Linked DNA regions of Mus musculus: region 1 is linked to region 2. Evidence: chromatin contacts called from public promoter capture Hi-C data. All regions are on one chromosome and are shown on one strand. Each heading gives the region's core, a stretch centred on a gene start, on an enhancer-like site or on the middle of the called end of the contact. The rest is flanking DNA. Distances are from core to core; before and after follow the strand shown. Region 1 overlaps Aftph (aftiphilin). Region 2 has its middle 55 kb from the start of Gm32142.

Region 1 (7,679 bases), core at 2,936-5,435, 180 kb after region 2:
TATGTACACATAAGCACAGGTTCCCATGGAGGCCAGAACAGGGTACTGATTCTCCTGAAACTGGCATTCTAGGTGGCTGTGAGCTGTGGACACTGAGAACCAAACTCAAGGCCTCTCACGCACCAGAGTTTTGTGTTAGTCAAGCTAGTTTAGAACTTATGTAGCCTGGCTAGCCTCAAACTTGTGGCCATACTCTGCCTCAGCCTTCCAAGCAGTGAAAAGCAGAGGCATCATACCCAGTCTTGAAATGCCTCTTAAAGCACACTTTCTAGCAAGTGTAGTGAAACACACCTTGAATTTTAGCATCCAGGAGGCAAACTCAGGCAGGCAAATCTCTGTAAGTAAAGGCCAGACTGTTCTACATGGAGAGTCCTGTGCCAGCCGGGTCTACATAGAAAGACCATGTCTCAAGATAAACTACTTTTTTTTTTTTTGCCATGCTATATAAGATGATTTTTTAAAATAAATGCAATAAATATCCTGTACTTACCAATCCTGCTGCATACATGGGCACTATAACAGGTTGCTTCTTATTGCCAGTGAATAGCTGTGTATATTAGGGAGGAAGAACATGCATTTAAAGAATGATTTGTCTGTCATACAATAAAATTATTTCTAGTATGCTTACAATGTTTTATTATACTGTGAATAATGAACTCAATAAGCTAAGCTTTATATATGGCTCATATGTACTGCATACTATATGTGTGCATATATACACGTGTACATACATACACGTACATACATACATATATGTACACATGTGTATATATATGTAACTTAGTCCAATTTTTTATTTTATAGTTAAGGGAAAACAAAAATTTTCAAAAATAAGAAGTACTTAGAGCCGTGGTTCTCAAACCTGTAGGTCATGACCCCTTTGGAGGTGAACAACTCTTTTACAGGTGTCACCTAAGACTATCAGAAAACACAGATATTTACATTATGATTCATACATAACAGTAGCAAACTTACAGTTATGAAGAAGCAATGAAAATAATTTTATGGTTGGAGGTCACCACATGAGGAACTGTATTAAAGGGTTGCAGCATTAGGAAGGTTGAGAACCACTAACTTCAGAGGAACATTATGATGTCTTTTTGGTTTGGTTTGGTTTGGTTTGGTCTGGTTTTTTCGAGACAGGGTTTCTCTGTGTAGCCCTGGCTGTCCTGGAACTCACTTTGTAGACCAGGCTGGCCTTGAACTCAGAAATCCGCCTGCCTTTGCCTGGAGAGGGCTGGGATTAAAGGTATGTGCCACCACCGCCCAGCTCATTATGATGTCTTATAATTGCCTAATCAAAACAAGTTAGCGTTTAAGCCAATCCTTTCTCTGTAGAGCTAGATAATCACAGCGTAAACAGGAAAATAGTAAATTTAAAAACCATACAGGTTTATTAAAGAATTTTTCAAGATTCTAACAAACTCACAATGTTTCGAGTGTCTATTCCCAAGGAGCACAAAAGCTTCTTGTTGCTATGTGAGCCACCCCACTGGTACCGCAAACCATGTGCATCATGGATGTCCTGCAGTTCGGTCCATACACCCCTCAACTCACTGTAAAGGCCACAAAGAAGACAACAGGTTACTCCAGCCCCTTCCCCGTAAACTTAACCTTCAGTACACTGATGATACACTATGCACTGTAGTGAATATCATATCTAACCTATCTGTGTCAACTGTATCTCAGTGCAATCAAGAGCTAGCACTAAAGATCATTAGAAAGGTAAGCTAAATTTATATGAAGGGATACAGTCCAGGAACTAGCCTGCTTTAAAAAAAAAAGATTATTTATTTTATATGTCTAGTGTTTTGTCTGCATGTGGGTATGTATATGTACCACATATGCGCCCCAAACCTTCAAAGGTTAGAAGAGGGTATAAGATGCCCTGAACCTGGTCAGCTGTGAGCTAGTGTTTTGGTTCTGGGAACTGAACTTAGGCCCTTTGCAAGAGCAGTAGGTGCTCTTAACTGTTGAGCTGTCTCTCCAGCTTGTTCTTTTTTTTTTTTTTTAATTGTAAAAACAAACAACAAACCCCAACATTTAAGGGCTGGGGCTATAGCTTATTGGCTGAGTTCTGCCTTGCAAATCCCTGGGTTCCATCCCCAGCACTTAGTAACTTGGCATGGTGGTGCAGGTCACGATCCCAGGACTAGGGAGAAGGAGGATCAGAAGTTCAAACTCAGCCTTGGCTACACAGTAAGTTCCATGTTAGCCTGTTATACATGAGACATTATTTCAAAAAATTAACATTTAAAAGAAAAAAATCACTCGGCATCCACCATTTTAATTTACTAGAGTTACTCAATATTTGGGTGTTTATTATTTTTGTGGTGTGAAACAGGTCTCACTATGTAGCTCAGGTGGGCTACAACCTACAGCTCTCAATAAGATATCTTTTACCATTTGGTTAAATATTATTAGGCTGGCAGTGACCATCTTTTAGTATTTTATTGTGTATATGATTGTATGGCATATTATTTCCTTAGGCTAAATCTCTTGGAAAGGAATTTGTACACCTTGTTCCCTCACCCCTCCCCATCCCCTTTTCCTTAGAAATCCCTAGACAAGAAGAAAAAGAACAAAACCCAATCTCAATCTTGAATGGAATCAAGACAAGTGGACACCTGTACAAGAAATGCTGCACCATAAGGAGAAACTAGCAAGTTACATGTGACTTAGTTAATGGAAGAGAGGAGACACTGGAGAAGGAAAGGATACTTCCAGAGGCAAGAATGAGAAATTATAAAAAGACTGGCCAGAAATGGAATGACTTCAAAATCAAATAATTTGCAGGAACCTAGGAAAGGGACAGAGGCCTAGGCGAGACAGCAGTTGTAAAGGCAAAACAATAAAGAAGGGTTTGCTTCTGAGGAACAAGCTACCAGTGGAATGCATGGAAAGACTCACATCTAGGCAGTTCACTGTAAAACTTCAGATCAGTAACAACAGCGTATACATCTGTATTAACAGAACATAGTAAACGCGCCATGTGCCTGGGAAGCCCTGAGGCGACAGTTATAGAGAGGCCTGGGCTGAGCCACTCTGAAACTTCGAGGGTGAGGAGGGATGACAGCCTGCTAAGTAAAATCTCGTCAAGTAAAACTGTGTAAATAGCTCTTAGGGGCAGAGAAAGATGTAGAAAATAAGACAGAGACTACGTGAAGTGCTCGGGAGCAGAAGGGTGTCAGGTTTCAGACTGGTTTAGAGTCTGGAATATCTATATAGACTTTATCAGTTGGGCATCTGAAATGCTCCAAAATTATAAACTTTTTAAATATAATGTCAATGTTCAAAAATGTGTAGATTAAAAAAGTCAACCCCTTCCTTTTTCAGTGGCGGAAATTAAACCTGGGGCCTTGCACAAGCATATCAGCAGGTAATCTACAACTGCTCTACACCTCTACACAGCTCCCACAAGTGTTACATGTCATAGCACTCCAAAGAATGGATTTCCAAATTAGGGATGCTCATCTTGCATAAGGTTTAGGAAGACACTGTATAAAAGAAAACAAGTGTGCATTTAGCATTTATACAGTTAAAAGGAAAATACAAGATTTAAACATTTTATCAGAAGGTGAGATATGTGTATATGGAGCTGGTGAGAAAAGCAGGTCTACACTGTCAGTTAAGCCAAGTGTGTGACACACGTGTAATCTCAGCACTTGGGGGCTCTTGAGTTTGAGTGCAGCCTGGGTTATATAGTCAGATAGTCAGCACAGTCTGAATACACCCCAAATTGTTTATCACACTAGGTAGTGCAGAGGTGACATAACAGGCTGATTCAAATGTTGATTTAAAGACATCAAAAGAAACATCTCAGAAGTAGAGAAACAGCGATTTCCCCCTTAAGTCTTTTTACACGATTAGGTCAATAATTATAGTATTTTAAAACAATGCTGTTCAGATAGCTTTACAAATTATAACAACTAAAACTAACAGTCACAGTTCTCTAAGAACAGTTTCTACTTACCCACGGTCAGCTAAGGCCTCTCTTGTTTTTGCTGGCGAGCTGTGTGTCTCCAGCAAGTGCTTCAGGGAAGAAACCTCCTCTTCCACATCAGGGACAAACACAGACGGAAAACAGGCTTCGAAAATTCTCTCCAACCGGTTGAGTAAAGCTGTCTGAATCAACCCCCAAAAAGTTCACTTTCATTTCTTCAGTTTTAATGATGACTCAGTTTTAATGATCTCACCCCCCCGCCCCCCCCCACCACACAGAAGGAAATCACTACTCAAGTACAGAAAATAGTGTCAACAACTCCACTAATTGATTAAGTAATCATGTTGTTGCTGCAGCAGGTGGCAAGGCCCCACTGGCGCTTTCTATGTCGTGTCTTAGTCTGTCACACAGTTCTACAGAGGAAAAGCCATTACTCTGTCGTCTAGTAAAGACAGTAACTTCCAAGTCTAAAAAATCTTCCAAAAGCCAAACAAACCAATACCCCCCCAAAACAAACAAAAAACCCCCAAAAATAAAAACAGAGCCCAACAATAAAAACCCCAGGCACCATTTATCTTCTCCATTACCCACAGCACAGCGAGCACTGAACGGTGCATGTAGGCTACCATGGCTAATAAGAATTACTTTTCTTGACATAAACCCTTAATTATGAAAGCCTTTTTGAAATTCCACTGCTGCAACAAATGAAGAACACAGTAAGAAAGAGGGTCTCAATTACAAAAAAACCCAAAAAACCAAAAAACCAATTGGGGGACTGAAGTCATTAAGAGCACTTGCTGCTCTTCCAGAGGCCGGGGTTCAGTCCCCACAAGTCCAGCTCTGGGCTTCTTGGGCACCTGTACTGACACGCACACACCTTACATTTTTACATGTATTTATCCCCTGTGTAGTAATGGTGGGTATGCTGTGGTGGGAAGCTGGAGGTGAGAGGCCGACTGTTGGGAGATGGGTCCCAGGAATTAACCTGAGCTCTTCTGGCTTGGCAGCAAGCACTTCTACCCACAAAGCCATCCTGCTGGCCTGAGCATCTCAATTTTTACTAATAAGAAATTCACCAGCTCTTCATCATTTTGACGTTCTATATTATCTTTAATAAATAAATCTCATTTCTCTACTTACCTTGAGGTAAAACCTACATATTTACTAGAGTATTTTTCACCATAAAATAAACAGATGAATTTACTTGGCATTTTGAGTATTTTTTATTATTAATTCAAACTTCTTGGATTTCAAATAATGATTTTTGGGGGGATATCACTGTATTTATTAAATATGTGCAACCTTACTCCCATTGTCCTAATTGTTTTCATATACATGTAAGATATTTTAAAACTGAGTACAATTTATTGTTTAAACATTAAGTAGAAATACAAACTGTTATAAATTAAAGCCTATTGGAAGAATAAATGTACTACTAAAATTGATAACAGAAAAATACCACAATATTTATTCCTCGTAATTGACACAAACAAGCTAACAGTTGATTTCTCCTCTGAAGTAGTCAGTAAGTGAAAGAAGAAACACAAAGGCATAATTTCCATAATCACATTTTCCAAACCCAAATTTCCCTTTTGGAAGCTGCACTAGAGCAAGCCATCATCACATTATAATTAGTCTCAAGGTACTCCTTTGCTATCTCTGCCAAAGTTCTCTGACACCCTCATTATATTCACGGGAGATGAGAAAAAGTCTCACTTTCAATTATGAGCCCTAAAGCAAAGGGTAGGTAGACTTCGGATCCCCAGGCTCTTGAAACTTGAGTGTGTCAAGGGGACCCAGCACTGACTGACTTCAAGGGGAAGGAAGGGACAGCCATGACTTTGAAGGAGATCAGATAACTATCTAATTGGAAACCTGATGAGCACTGCCCTCCTGGGCAAGGAAGGTAAATAAAAACTCACCTAGGACCACATTTTATTTACCTGAAAAGTAAATCTTTACTGTTACCATCTTTATTATCTTCTTAAAGTGAAGGGAGAAAAAACTCAACCTGTTACCAGAAGAAAACAGGAATCCTAAATACAACTGGCTAAGCAGTACTATACATAACACAGGTTTTAGGCATACTAGTGTTACCATGAACAAGTGCTCAAATGACTGCAGTGTATTTGAGAGAAGGAAATTCCATTAGCCTAATTACTTCAGGGTTTTTTTTTTCCCCTTCGAGACAGGGTTTCTCCGTGTAGCTCTGGCTGTCCTGGAACTCACTCTGTAGACCAGGCTGGCCTTGAACTCAAGAAATCCACCTGCCTCTGCCTCCCAAGTGCTGGGATTAAAAGTGTGCGCCACCACTGCCCAGCTCATTTTTTGTTGTTTTTCCTTTTTCCTCAGCATTCCCCCACAAATGATAGAAGCTACATAAAAAAATTTAAAACTGAGTCTAACATATCTTTAGAATTAGACATAAAATACAGCTGCTTCCAATCTTTTGTTAAACGAGGCAACACAAGGTTTAGCAGCAACCTTTTCAACAGAGAACGGTATAGATACTTCAGGCTTTGTAGCTCATCTCTAAAAAAGCAAGTATGAGTGGGCTCTAGAAAAAACTTATGTACAAAAGCAAGAAGTAAGGGACAGATTTGTCCCCTGGGCCATTCTTTGCCAACCTCTGAACTGGAGCAATAAATAAATATCAAATAGCTAACAGCATCAGCCACAGGGAAAGAGCTTGATACAACAACAATAACAACAACAACAAAAAGAACAGCTAAGAGAATTAAAGATTTTTGATTAAATTAAATTTGATGTGACATTTATTTTATTTTTTTAAAGCGAGAGTCTCATTGTATAACTTTGCTAGTCTAGTAACCACTACGTGGAACAGGCTGAGCTTGAACTCAAGAGACACTCCCTACCTTGCCACTCTACCTCTGCCTCTGTGTGCTAGAATTAAAGGCATGTGCCACTACAGGGCTTTTACTCTTAAAATAATCTATTTCCAACTACCTATGAAACCAAGGTTGTTGTCAGTACAAAGCCACATGTCTGCAGTACTACAGTGCTGACACAATTGTGCTGACACCTACAGAGGGGGCTGCACACCAGGCACTAAGACTCAACTTCTGCAAGTATAATCTAGAGATCTCAGGGCCCACCCCACAAAATAGATGAACAAAGAGACTATTAAATACTTTTGGTACTCAGTGCCAGTCAGAAGTGGCAATTTGTATCAGTTATTCTTAGTATACAGAAGATTCACATAACAGAAATATACTAAAGAAAAAGAGTCAAAGCTAGGCCCACTGCTCACCATTGATGCTTTCTAGCCCTATTTAATATTCTAAAGCATAATAAAAATCACTTGGCTCAACCTAGTAATTCCTATCACATAGAAATGTAGCAATAAATTAAATTCAACTATTCTGTATCTTCCCCCAAGAATCAGAAGTTAGCTTTTAAGTACCCTCCCTTTATTCCGTCCCCTGACCCCCTTTTCTTGTTTTCTTTTTTCTTTTTAAATTTTTTTTATGTATTATTTTCTTTATATACATTTCAAACGCTATCCTGAAAGTTCCCTATACCCTCCCCCTACCCTGCTCCCCTACCCACCCACTCCCACTTCTTGGCCCTGGTGTTCCCCTGTACTGGGGCATATAAAGTTTGCAAGACCAAGGGGCCTCTCTTCCCAGTGATGGCCGACTAGGCCATCTTCTGCTACATATGCAGCTAGAGATACGAGCTCCGGTGGGTACTGGTTAGTTCATATTGTTGTTCC
Region 2 (6,552 bases), core at 907-3,406:
ATGTGTAGTTATAAGGAGGTATACACTTTGTGGTTTAGGCCATGCTACAAAGAAGCCAGTTATTCTCACAGATGGAAACAAGTGTATCAAAGATGAAAGAAGCCTGTGTCCTAACTTTAAACCTGATATGATCAAAAATTTGCTCTTAGGCCAGGCAGTGGTGTCACATGCCTTTAATCCCAGAACTCGGGAGGCGGAGGCAGGCAGATTTCTGAGTTCGAGGCCAGCCTGGTCTACAAAGTGAGTTTCAGGACAGCCAGGGCTACACAGAGAAACCCTGTCTCCAAAAAAAAAAAAAAAACAAAAACAAAAACAAAAACAAAACAAAAATAAAATTAAAAAAAAAAAGAAGAGAAGAGAAAAGAAAAGCTCTAGGGCCTGGGGAGGTGGCTCAGTGGTTCAGAGCATTTGTCGATTTTGTAGTGGACCTGGGTTGAATTCCCAAAATGCACAGGGTGAGTCACAGCAATTGATAACTTTAGTTTCAGGGGATCCAATGACCTCTTCTGACATCTGAGGGCACTGAGCACAAATTGGCACACATATATACACACAGGCAAAACATTCACACATAAAATAAAATGGACGAATCGAATCTAAAACAACGTCCCAGGTCTCACAGACATGCAGACCTGAGTTTAACTATAAAAAACCTCAGAAACTATATAAACCCAGGCAAGCTATCAGAGGTCTTTAATCACAGACTTATCCTACGATAAGCCCCCCCAGAAACTTGGCTGATGCAGGGATAACCTGGTATATGCAGGCATGAACACCAAAGAGCCCCTATTTCAAACAAGGCGGAAGGTAGAGACTGACACAGACGTTGTTCTCTGGCATGTGTGTGTCCACACTCACACAGATGAATCCCCACATACACGTGTATGCACACAAATAAACAGGGTCAGAATTTAGCTTAGTGTTAGCGAGTACTTGCCTAGAAAAGCACAATGACCCGGCTTCGGTTCTCAATTCCAGGGGGAGCATGAGAAAGAAAAAAAAAAAGATTAAAATGTAATGAAAAAATTAAAAACCAAGAAAAATTTTGTTTTGTTTTAAAACAAATAAAGATATTAAAATCTTAACATAAAGATATGCTCCCCTACCCCGCCCCCAAGCCAGGTGGTGCAACACTGAGGAGCAGAGGCAGGCAGAACTCTGAGTTCATTAGAGTCTTGAAAAAACCAAACCAAACCAACCAGACCAAAAAAAAAGTGCCCCTATCCCTGGCTTTTCTTGCACATTCGCTTTTTTATTGTAGGCAAATACACCAGACAGTCCAGCTGACTGGATCTGAGAATAACCCTTGCAAATGGAATTCAGCATCCTTTACAGGGGCAAAATGCTATAAAAATCTTTGGTTGTTTCCAGAAGTCCTTGAGTTCTTCAGGACTTAGGACAGAAGAAAGAAAAGGCAATGCAGATGTGCTTAGCTGTAATAGAAAAATATAAGGAATTGGATAAGTGAAGAGATAAAAATAAAACCAATACGTGGAAACAGGCAAGGGGACCCCAAAGTTATCAGTGAGAATGGAGGAAGAACCACAGGGTGGAGGGAGGAGGGGAGAAAGAGATGGTGTGCCATGGTGTGTGTGTGTGTGTGTGTGTGTGTGTGTGAGAGAGAGAGAGAGAGAGAGAGAGAGAGAGAGAAACTAAGACAGACAAAGACAGAATGGGGGCAGGAAGAGAGACTAAGTTTCAGGAATAGGCAGAGTGAAGAGAGGTGCCTGGGTGGGGGAATCCCAGAAGAGGCCATTTTCAAAAATTCCAGTGGAAATTCCAACAGCCACGCTACAAACACACACAGACCGTGTAATGCACTGTGGCATGTATTCTGTCGAGGCTAGAGGGAATTCTTCCGACCAGAGCAGAGAGATTGTACGTTTCACAGATCTCAATTGCTCGGTAGAGACTTAGACTCGCGAGGAACCCAGACGTTCGTGTCCTTTGCGGCTCCAGACCTTTGGGTTATTGTTCTTCCTTCTTTGCCCCGCTGAGTAGGATCGCGTGGGGGCTGCCTGTGCTTCGCTTGTGAGTCTGAAGAGGCTCTGCGTGCGTGGTCCGTGCCCCTTTTGCTGTGCCCTTTCAGACACTCTAGCTCTGCAGCTCGAGCCCCGCCTGCCCACGCCCCCTGCAACCCGCCCTCCCTTCTGCCCACACCCCCTGTAGCCCGCCCTACTTCTGACTACGCCCCCTGCAGCCCACGTCCCTCCTACCCACGACCCCTGCAGCCCGCGCTCCTCCTACCGACGACTTCTGCAGCCCGCTCCCCCCCACCCCCCGCCCCAATCCCGGCCCAGGTCCTCTATAGCCAGCGCCCCCTGAAGCTCTCACCTCTCCTGCCCACGTCCCCTGTAGCCGCACCCCTCCTGTCCACCACCCCCCCTTCAGCTGGAGCCCCTTGCCCGCTTGAGAGGAGCAGAGCTTGCTACTCCGTGACTTCCCTGGGCTCTTGAGCTGCAGGAGGGACCCTGTGACGCATCCTCCTGGCATTAGAACACATCACCTTCTATTTATAGCCACTCCTCCGACCGCAAACCTTTTGGCTTCCTCATCGTGCATGAAAATTCTCATCAAGAACCAAAGATTCCAACCTTCAGCAGCTAGGAATCCTATGCTACCCGTTCTTCTAGTTCCAAGTAGAAACGCTGCAGGTCTAATGGTTTCTCTGGCGCAGGGAATCCCTAATCTTCTAAAGCTTTAAACTTTCGCGACTTTATTTTTGCATACGTTCAAAACATTTCTAGTGAATTTGATCGGTCTCTTGCAAGTTCATGAAATATTCTCTAAGAATTTAATCAAGCCAAGCAAGCACTAAACTGGCTGAATTTTGGGGAAAGATGTTTCTAGGTGGTTTTCTGAATCTGCTAAAATCTAACAGTTCTAAATGTAACATATATTTGGAAGAAGGGACACTGTTATATATTTCAAACAAACGGAAAGATTTTACTTTTATTTTTAATTGTGGCTTTTAGATACTGATTTTATACTTTTATATGTTCATTATTCATGTAATTATACGTGGTTATAACTAATTCTTACCTAGTCACATTGAAGTTTGCAGTAACTGGGACCGAATTTTTAAGGCTGTAATTTATTTCTCATAATTCTGCTGTTTCCCCCATCAATCTAAAGAGGAAGCCTGACCATTGACTTGGCTTCTACTCAGTTTCACTTTCTCAACAGCAGGAATTCCAGAGTAGATGGCCCTTTAGATTTAAGAAAGAGGGCTGGATAAACATACCTAGTTATGGATTTATTTTTAAAAAGCCTAGCAAACCACAGCTTAATCCGTACAAAGGTAGATCTGTGACCTCAAAACACAAGCAGAAAAGTGTACAATGAGCCGTTCTTGCTAACACATAGGCTATGAAAGTCTTGCAGCTATGGAGCAGTTTCACTGTGGACAGTACCATTTAAGGACTTTAAAAAGACCACCACAACAACTGTTACATGCATTATAAAACAACCTTTTAATGACATGACCTTGTTAGGGACAATCTGGTAATATCTATCACATTTTAGAATGTGCATATGGAGGGACAGTTAAGAGCACTGGTTGCTCTTGCAGAGGACCCTAGTTCAGTTTTCAGCACCCTACATGGCGGCCCACAACCATCTATAACTCCAGTTCAACCTGATACTCTCTTCTGGTTTCCCCAGGTACTGGGCATGCATGCAGTGAACACACACACACACACACACACACACACACACACACAAACGCATACACATGAAAAAAAAATTAAGTTTTTTAAAAAGTACATATTCACGGAGCAGCAATTCCACTACAGATTTCCTAAGCAGAGCACATGTGAAATCATATCTGTTGCAATGCTTACCCTAGGAACCGACTAGAAGCAATACAAATGTTCTATACCACGGCACATCCAAATTAGGATTTGTTTTGTAGGCCTGAAGAGTAAAACCACTCCTTTAGTACTGACATGGAAGTGACTCCAAAATACAGCAGTAAGAAAAGTACAAAAACTGCTTGATGCAGACACATCTGTGGTTTCAGGTAATCCAGAGGCAGAGGCAAGAGGAACACTAGAGCCCAGTGATTCCAGTCTAGCTTGGTCAACACATTAAACTCTGGGGGGAAAGAGAGAGAGAGAGGAAGAGAGAGGGAGAGAAGGAGAAGGGGGGAGAGAAAGAGAGAAAGAGAGAGAGGGAGAGAGGGAGAGAGAGAAAGAGAGAGAGAGGGAGGGAGAGAGAGAGAGAAAGAGAAAGAAAGAGAAAGAGAAAGAAAGAAAGGAAGAAAGAAAGAAAGAAAGAAAGAAAGAAAGAAAGAAAGAAAGAAAGAAAGAAAGAGAGAGAGAGAAAGAGAGGAGATTTGTTGGATGTTTGTGTTTGGTTGGTTGGTTTGATTTTTTTTAAGACAGGTTTTCTCTGTGTAGCTTTGGCTATCCTGTAATTTGCTCTGTAGCCCAGGCTGGCCTCAGCTCTTACAAATGCTGGGGCTAAAGCACCACCACCACCCCCAGCATTGTTTGTTGTTGTCATTTTGTTTTTTGTTTTTTTTTCTTTTTTTAAAAAAAGATTTATTTATTTTATGTATATGAGTACATATACATAGCTGTACTGATGCTTGTGAGCCACCATGTGATTGCAGGGAATGAAGGTTGCTCGCTCTGGTCGCCCCCGCTGGCTCCGACCTAAAGATTGATTTATTATATCTAAGTACACTGTAGCTGTCCTCAGACACTCCAAAAGAGGGCATCAGATCTTATTCTGGATGGTTGTGAGCCACCATGTGGTTGCTGGGATTTGAACTGAGGACCTTCGGAAGAGCACTCAGTACTCTTAACCGCTGAGCCATCTCTCCAGCCCTGTTTTTTAATGAAGAGTTTAAGGCTACCTTGGAGTGTATGAAGAAACCCCATCTTACATATTCACAAAGAACAAAAACAATATGCAGTACTATTATTTACATTGGAAAGATAAACACTCATGTATATGTTAACTTCAATATACTTCATGTACATGAAGCTAGCTGAAGGGTTTGCCTCCTGGTAGGAAACTGAGAGGAAGGGAATGGGGTTGGGAGAGAAACTTACTTTCTATTATCTGTCCTTTTCTATTTCTGAAATGTTTCACAAGCATCTGTTGAAATTTAAGCTAAAAGTACTTTATACTTTCTTTCCAAATCTACCCAAGTATGCTAGGTCCTCTCTTTAGCTTATAAACGTGTTAATCTTTAGAGGCAAATCTTTGGATTGGTCTTTTTCTAGACTGTGAAGCCCTCGGAACACACTGCAGATATGCAGTGTGTGCATTCTGAGCTGCCATTTTGGATAAGTTTATTGTGAAACCACAGAGAGCCACAGTCCCCTCCTCAGTGTTCTTTACCTAGCTGCCCCACCCTGAACCTCCGTAGAAGCGCTATGCGGAGAGGTTGCTAGAACTGTGTCATGAGCACAGTTGAAAGACAGAGCTGTGTGCATGTCCCCTCTTTATACCATGGTGTGTTGTGGATGGGATAACGACAGACTGACATCCATTATAAAATAACTAATTGAGACTTTTAGCTCATCCATTTTACATTGCTGCACACTTAAAAGAATGGATGATTAGTCAAGTTTAAAGAGGTTGATACATATCTGTGGACAAACAAATGTTTTGGGTCCACTTGTATATGAGTAATTTGCATATAGCATTTTCCCAGAGACTGCAGAAAAAAAAAACCCAGTTCAAAATTATTATTGGAACCTGTAGAGGTTTAAAACAGTCTCTTTGGTCTTAAGTTGTTTGAGTCATTGGTTAAAGCTACCTCCTTCTGTATCCATTTTCCCAAAGACCAATGCACTTAGATCTTGTGGTTTGGGGAAAGCAGAAATGGCAGTGGGCAGTCTCACCCCATAACTTAAACAACTTGAGACCCAGGAGATACTTGGCTCTGCTTTTCTTCTTCAGCATCCTGGCCTGGAGGAAATGGCCCCAGGAGCTAGAAAAGCAGGCTGGGCTCCTTTGACTATTACCCCTGCCAGCTACTTTCTCTAGCTCTATAGTGCACGGCTAGCCCTGCTACCCTCTCCTGTTTCTGTGTCTGCACAGTCAGTGGCTCCTGCGATGCTGCCTGTCTCAGAGAAACCATGTTAAGGTTAGATGTACTCTCGCCAACTGCTTAAGAGCAACGAGGTTAAGTTTTGTGAATGGTGAATTTGAGCGTTTTCTGAGGAAGAACCACTATTATAGCCTATCTGCAAAACCTCAGGATACAGGGGTTGAAGAAGCCTTATTTCACAACTGTCCTAACATATATAAGCCTATGTCTCATTGTGCATAACAAGGAGTATATAAAGGCAAGGTATGTATTTTAACATTGTAACATGATACCCATGTGTCTACCACCCATTTTAATAAATAGAGCACTACCAGCCCCAAGAAATCCCTGTAATAACCATTTTTAAAATGCCTCTTTTGGTTTTATGTCCAGAAGTTTATTTTCCTGATTTTTTTTATTGTTTTATTCTTTTTTAAATGGGGATGGAATCCAGGCTTCTTCCTTGCAGATAAAGCCTCTATCACTTGCTTCTTTTCATTTTTGCT

The links. Capture Hi-C pulls out chosen DNA fragments and counts their contacts.
Region 1: a contact with region 2 is called in a promoter capture Hi-C map of adipose tissue. The contact joins two enhancer-like sites. A contact is called at or near these places in 1 of 39 promoter capture datasets (cranial neural crest), 1 of 484 Hi-C or Micro-C datasets (nephron progenitors), 6 of 115 datasets of contacts at active chromatin or transcription factors (bone marrow-derived macrophages, effector CD8 T cells, embryonic stem cells and 2 more) and 3 of 9 other capture datasets (adipose tissue, liver and pancreatic islet).

What each region holds. Positions count from the first base shown.
Region 1 is chr11:20,708,191-20,715,869 of GRCm38.p6, forward strand. Aftph (aftiphilin) reads right to left here. Exons shown (of 10, transcript NM_001290545.1): 3 at 3,974-4,125; 4 at 1,430-1,556; 5 at 491-547. Among named protein-coding and RNA genes, the nearest start is that of Gm46272, 29 kb to the right of the region's middle. Within about 2 kb of position 4,186, at least 21 of the 459 cell types and tissues checked have an H3K27ac peak or open chromatin away from gene starts, as enhancers often do. A contact at or near this core is called in adipose tissue and bone marrow-derived macrophages, where this site is marked.
Region 2 is chr11:20,530,260-20,536,811 of GRCm38.p6, forward strand. No RefSeq gene overlaps it. Among named protein-coding and RNA genes, the nearest start is that of Gm32142, 55 kb to the left of the region's middle. Within about 2 kb of position 2,157, at least 304 of the 459 cell types and tissues checked have an H3K27ac peak or open chromatin away from gene starts, as enhancers often do. A contact at or near this core is called in adipose tissue and bone marrow-derived macrophages, where this site is marked.